2 separate regions of the Pan troglodytes genome follow, and region 2 is linked to region 1. Evidence: chromatin contacts called from public capture Hi-C data. All regions are on one chromosome and are shown on one strand. Each heading gives the region's core, a stretch centred on a gene start, on an enhancer-like site or on the middle of the called end of the contact. The rest is flanking DNA. Distances are from core to core; before and after follow the strand shown.

Evidence for each region. Capture Hi-C pulls out chosen DNA fragments and counts their contacts.
Region 2: a contact with region 1 is called in a capture Hi-C map of stem cell-derived neural stem cells, with 4 times the contacts expected there. The contact joins two enhancer-like sites. A contact is called at or near these places in 3 of 7 Hi-C or Micro-C datasets (blood and induced pluripotent stem cells), 1 of 1 datasets of contacts at active chromatin or transcription factors (stem cell-derived excitatory neurons) and 1 of 1 other capture datasets (stem cell-derived neural stem cells).

What each region holds. Positions count from the first base shown.
Region 1 is chr1:222,419,569-222,422,413 of NHGRI_mPanTro3-v2.0_pri, forward strand. SLC25A33 (solute carrier family 25 member 33) reads right to left here. Exons shown (of 7, transcript XM_009447908.5): 6 at 715-995. Among named protein-coding and RNA genes, the nearest start is that of TMEM201, 9.2 kb to the left of the region's middle. Within about 2 kb of position 1,338, at least 1 of the 24 cell types and tissues checked has an H3K27ac peak or open chromatin away from gene starts, as enhancers often do. A contact at or near this core is called in stem cell-derived neural stem cells, where this site is marked.
Region 2 is chr1:222,731,684-222,734,528 of NHGRI_mPanTro3-v2.0_pri, forward strand. H6PD (hexose-6-phosphate dehydrogenase/glucose 1-dehydrogenase) reads right to left here. Exons shown (of 5, transcript XM_003307794.6): 5 at 1-2,845. Among named protein-coding and RNA genes, the nearest start is that of SPSB1, 24 kb to the left of the region's middle. Within about 2 kb of position 1,393, at least 5 of the 24 cell types and tissues checked have an H3K27ac peak or open chromatin away from gene starts, as enhancers often do. A contact at or near this core is called in stem cell-derived neural stem cells, where this site is marked.

The sequences.
Region 1 (2,845 bases), core at 88-2,587:
ACTTAAAAAAATAAACTTACCCAAAGTAGCCTTAAGGCTCCATTAGAAATAGAGGCTGAATGATTATTATTATTATTATTATTTTTTTTTTTTTGAGACAGAGTCTCGCTCTGTTGCCAGGGTGGAGTGCAGTGGCTTGATCTCGGCTCACTGCAACCTCCACCTCCCGGGTTCAAGCGATTCTCCTGCCTCAGCCTCCCAAGTAGCTGGGACTACAGGCGTGCGCCACCACACCCAGCTAATTTTTGTATTTTTAGTAGAGACGGGGTTTCACCATGTTGGCCAGGCTGGTCTCAATCCCTTGACCTCATGATCCGCCCGCCTCAGCCTCCCAAAGTGCTGGGAATACAGGCGTGAGCCACCGTGCCCCGCCGAGGCTGAGTAAGTTTGGCTCCCATATTATTATTTTGATTCAAGGAATATTAAATACAATCCAGATTTTTAGCTTCCTTGAAAACAGCAAAAGTTCAGCAACCCAGGACCTGCGTTTCTGCACAACAAGTTTTGGCTATTATCAGCTGGATTTGAGTAAGGTCGAGTTCCCACCACTCACGTGACCTCTGTCCATGCGGTTAGAGCTGTTTCCCTCATACTCACTGACCTTACCTGCAGGGATCCTGCACCTCAATGTGCGCCACAGAAGTCTAGATATACCCACAAACAACAAACGTGACAGCTGTTTTACTGCTCTGGAAGAACAAAAGCAAAACATACCGTGTGGATAAGCAATGCAGGAGGCACAGCCCTTAGAAAGAGCAGCAGCTGCCATAAGTCCAAAAAAACTTGTGGAATTTTTCTCAGTCCCATTTGCAGAAGAGGCTAATGGAGCTTCTTTCAGATACTTCTTTAAACTTTCATAAATAGCAAAGCAGATTATAGTTTCGGAAATTCCAGCATACGAGGCAGTTAATCCTCTATAGAAGCCACGAATGCCTTCGGTCTGGTAAACGTAACGAGCACACTGGAGTGTATTCATCTGCTTAGAGCCCCTCACTCTGCATAAAAGAGACCAACACAGGCTGTTAAGGAGACATATCATGGCGGAACACAGACATCACACAGTAGGATAACAGGTACGGGTCTTCCTTGTGGTGTTAGGATACTTGTTTCCTGGCTCCTAACTCTCATAGCCCTTGTCTTTTGTTATGTGGGGTGTGTGAGGCCGCAGGGGCAGCCTCTGACAGTCCCTTGATCTCCTTGCACCTGCCCCAAGGCCATCCTCTAATGTCCTTACCTTGTTGGTCTTACTCCATGAGAGTCCCCTCCTATCCCCTGGGAGAAGGAATGCTGCTGACAGGAAGCTTCCAGAAAAACCCAAGAGGACAGGGTTCAGGGAGCTTCCAGAGCTGATCGCATGGAGGCTCCTGGAGGGTGGCCCCCGGGGAGGGTATGAAAGCTCCACGCCCCTTACTCTGTACCTGGCCCTACCTGTCTCTTCTTCTGTATCCTTGCGATGTCCTCTATAACAAACCAGTAAATATTAAGTGTTTCCCTGAGTTCTGTGAGCCACTCCAGCACATTAATAGAATCCAAAGAGAGGGTCATGGGAACCCCAACTTGAAGCTGGTCGTTCAGAAGCTCTGGAGGCCCAGACATACAACTGGTGTGTGGGTAAGTGGGTGGGCGGGGGGTGGGCAGTCTTGGGGACTGAGCCCCCAATCTGTGGGGCTGTCTCCTGGTAGACAGTGTCGGAAGTGAACGAGAGGACACCCAGCTGGTGTCCGCTGTTTGGTGTGTGTGGAAAAACCCCCTACACATTTGGTCACAGAAGTCATCTTCTGTGTCAATGACTGTTGTGGTGTGACAGTGGAGGAAAAACATGGTTTGAGGAGAGTTTTTCCCACGTATCTTTGTACTGTTGTCAGCTGACCTCCAGCCCACTGTGAGGCCAGACCAAGTAGCTGGCACACCTGACAGGCCCACAGAACACTAGCTACATCTGTATCAAGAGTCATAGAAACATATTCATAAAAACATTAGCATTTGACCTAATTTTAGAAAGAGCTGCAGGGAGCAGTAAGGCTCATCACAGAGGAACTACAACTGCAAAACAATCAGGACAACAATCTAGATAGCTGACCACGGTATATCTGCTAGATTAAGTCACAAGGCCGTGAGACACAGGGAATGCTTTCAGTGGAAAACAGGACTAAGTTAAAGGTAAAGGATGATCACAAGGGCTGGGCGCAGTGGCTCACACCTGTAATCCCAGCACTTTGGGAGGCCAAGGCGGGAGGACTGCTTGAGGCCAGGAGTTCAAGACCAGCCTGGCCAATGTAGTGAGGCTCTATCTCTACAAAAAAAAAAAAATAATAAGAAAGAAAAATAGGAACATTCCAACCTGTTGGTGAGGCTACTTATTAGATTTCTGATCACACTCGTCTCCAAATAGATTCTATTATTGCTAAATTTATAAAATCATAAAACATCAAAATAAAACAGCAAATGAAAACCATGAGGTTTAGAGGCTCCTACCCCAGGACATAAAGCATTTATGAACTGCCTGGCTGCAAGGCAGGAGTGAGCCACCAGATGAGTGTAGTTAGGTGTGCACTGGTCACACATCACAGACCCCTCCGAGCGGGCGCAGACCTGGGGCCCCTTGGGCTTCAGTCTCAGCTGGGCTCTCTCCCTTCTTTATTATCTCCGCATAGACTGTTCCCGCTCCTTAGCCGCAGTGACCTTTCTAACACAAATCCAACCATGCAACTCCCGTGCTTAAAACCATCCAGAGGCCGGGTGCGGTGGCTCACACCTGTATTCCCAGCACTTTGGGAGGCTGAGGTGGGCAGATCACGAGGTCAGGAGATCGAGACCATCCTGGCTAACACGGTGAAACCCCGTC
Region 2 (2,845 bases), core at 143-2,642, 310 kb after region 1:
CTCTGCTCCTCACCTGGCAGAAGCCCAGACCCTGAGTCCCTAGCGTGGGGCAGAGCACAGAAACATGATCCAGATGCAGCAGGCCCCGCCCGTCTAGTTCTCCTGCAACAGCCTCTTAGCACTGCTCTACTCTGACCTGCCCGGCTGGAATCACAGTTCCCACTCCGGCACAGGTAAAGATGAGCTCCCAGGATCCAGCAGGGGCTCTGCCCCTGGGGATCTGCCACCAGCCGGCTCTTCCCGGTGGACAGAACTAGGAGGGGCAGGCTGTACCCAGCACATCTCAGAGAGATGGAGGCAAGCTGGGTTCCTGATGATTTCCAGCTAATACATGTCCTTCCTCCTGCATGCAGGCGCCCCGTAACGCTTTGTAACAGACGCCTCTAGACTTCTGTGGGGGTAAAGTGAAGGACCCAAAGTGACACAGGTAGTGTCTGTTCACACGTCCACTTTCAAAGCTAACTACTAGCTGTTCAAATATACTCCATACAGCTTTCAGCAAATCAAAGTGTTTACCTCTCCCACACCAAGGGAAGAAAAGATGCAGACTGCCTTTAAAGCACCTGTCAGCAAGGCGAGGGTTTTAAAGATCAGCCTTGAGAATCAAAGCAGCAGCAGAAGTGTCATTACTCCAGTGCTCTCCCTTCCCGTTCGTGGGTCACACAGAGACAGGCACATCCCCAAAGCTTTGCAAACAGAAGCGCTCCCAAAAGTTGGCTAGAGGGAACACTTCGGCAAAGGGATCATCTTCCCCCTGGCTTGCTGGACTCTCAGAAATGCGTCTGAAAGCCCTTGCCATCCCGTCTTGTGCTGATGACAGCGTGAGCCCGGTTGCACCTTGCTCAGCAACAAGCTGCGAGATCCTCAGCTTCTCACTCATACCCCACCTCGAGCTGCTGACGGCGGCCTGGAGAACCGTGTGTGGCTGTTCCTGGATGACATCTGCTGTCACTAGCCTTCCCAGAACACCCGCTGCCCAGGGTTCCTGCTGCCTTCCCCGGTGGACAGATTCTGCAGGGAAGACTGAGGAAATGGGAGGGGGAGCTCTGCTCTAAAGCAGAAGGCACAGAAGGTGGGGTTTTTGTTTTATAGGGAGACTGCCCAGTGCGCTGCAGAAGGAAAACCAACAACAGGGAGTGCCCAACTCACCCCCTCTGCATGAGCAAATGCAGATGGACACTGGACTGTGCCGACTGACACCGCGACTCACACTCAGTCAGTGGACGAGAGGTAAAAGCAGGCAGGATTATTACAGGAATAAATCTGCACTTCCAAAGAGGCAGCTCCCATGACTGAGTTACAATGCTTGGAGCCCCCGAGGGCAGAGTGGCACCAGCTGGGAGGTTGACACTGCATCACTGCTTCGGATGCCCTCACAGGCTCTGATTCGCTGCCAGGTGCTGGTGAGGCTGGAAGAACTTCCTTCCTTCCTATGTACAATGCAAACAGTGCCGCTTCCAGTGCTAGTGCAGCCTCACGGGAGAGTTGCGGAGAGAGGGAATGCGTTCAGTTCAGCCAGCGGACGGCCAGGGGTAAGCGGCCCCTAGTGGGTCACATGGCCTATGACGTCTGGAGACCGCAGATCTTCACCCTCTGGAGTCTCATTTGCAGAGTCTCATTTGTCGTCCGGTCACTGTGGCCACCTCACCCTCGTCACCACGGGCCTTTCCTGTGCCGTGCTCACTCTGACACTGAGATGCTGCCAGGCAGTTTTTTTTTTTTTTAAATCAGTGGAGTAAGTTCTAAGGGAGCCCCATGTGCTTAAGATAAAAACGTAGCTGGTAAAGTGGAGGCAGAGGCTGCTTCTGTGAGGCTGCATATATCTTACAGGACAAAAAGTTTTGTACTTGAAAACCAAATTCTGGGAAATAGCCCTGCAGGTTTGTGGGAAGCGTCTCCCTCCCTGTCGTGAGTTCCATCTGGGCCCTCCGGGAGAACAGAGACAGGAGAAACACAAGCAAAGCAGACAGGCCCGGAATTGGGAGCCTGAGCTCTGCATATTTTGGAATGGAACCCCTCGAGGGACTAGTCTGGAATAGTAGGCCAAACGGTAGGAAGCTTTGATTACTCTGCTAACTTGGGGGCCCAAGAGTAGGGCTAAAGCATTGTCTTCAGAGAAACAAACAAGGAAATTCAGTAAAAAGGGCCTATTTTAACTTGCAGTTAGCAGGAGAATTTGTCCCCAGATTTTGATCTAGCTTAAAGTCCCTTGATTCCTTCCCCTCTACAAATGGTAATCACGCTTGCCCTAGAGATGCTGACTGACATGGTCTCCCAAAGGAGGGGCCCTTCTGCCATTTATGGGCCCCTAAGTGCACACGTGGGCTTCCATGCGGATGGAATCATTGGTCCCCACCAGGCAACCTGGACTGTGGGAGCTGCCGCCACCATAGGACCCAAGGGCTTCCAGACCAGGAAGAGGCAAACAGCCTGCCTGGGAACACAGCGCTGGAACTTGGGACTTGGGTTCTGAGCGGGGCTGCTCCCTGGGCTGTTGTCATCACTCTTTCCTTTTTTTTTTTTTTTTGAGACAGGGTCTCACTCTGTTTTCCAGGCTAGAGAGCAATAGTGCAATCACACCTTACTGCAGCCTCAGTCTCCTGGGCTCAGGTGATCCTCCCACCTCAGACTCCCGAGTAGCTGGGACCACAGGAGGGCACCACCATACCTGGTTTTAAAACTTTTTGTAGAGATGGGGTCTCACTATGTTGCCCAGGCTGGTTTCAACCTTCTGGGCTCAAGTGATCCTCTCACCTCAGCCTCCCATAGTGCTGGGATTACAGGCATGACCCACACCTAGCCCAATTTAGTGAATTTTAAGAAGCATTTTAAAAAAATGAAAACT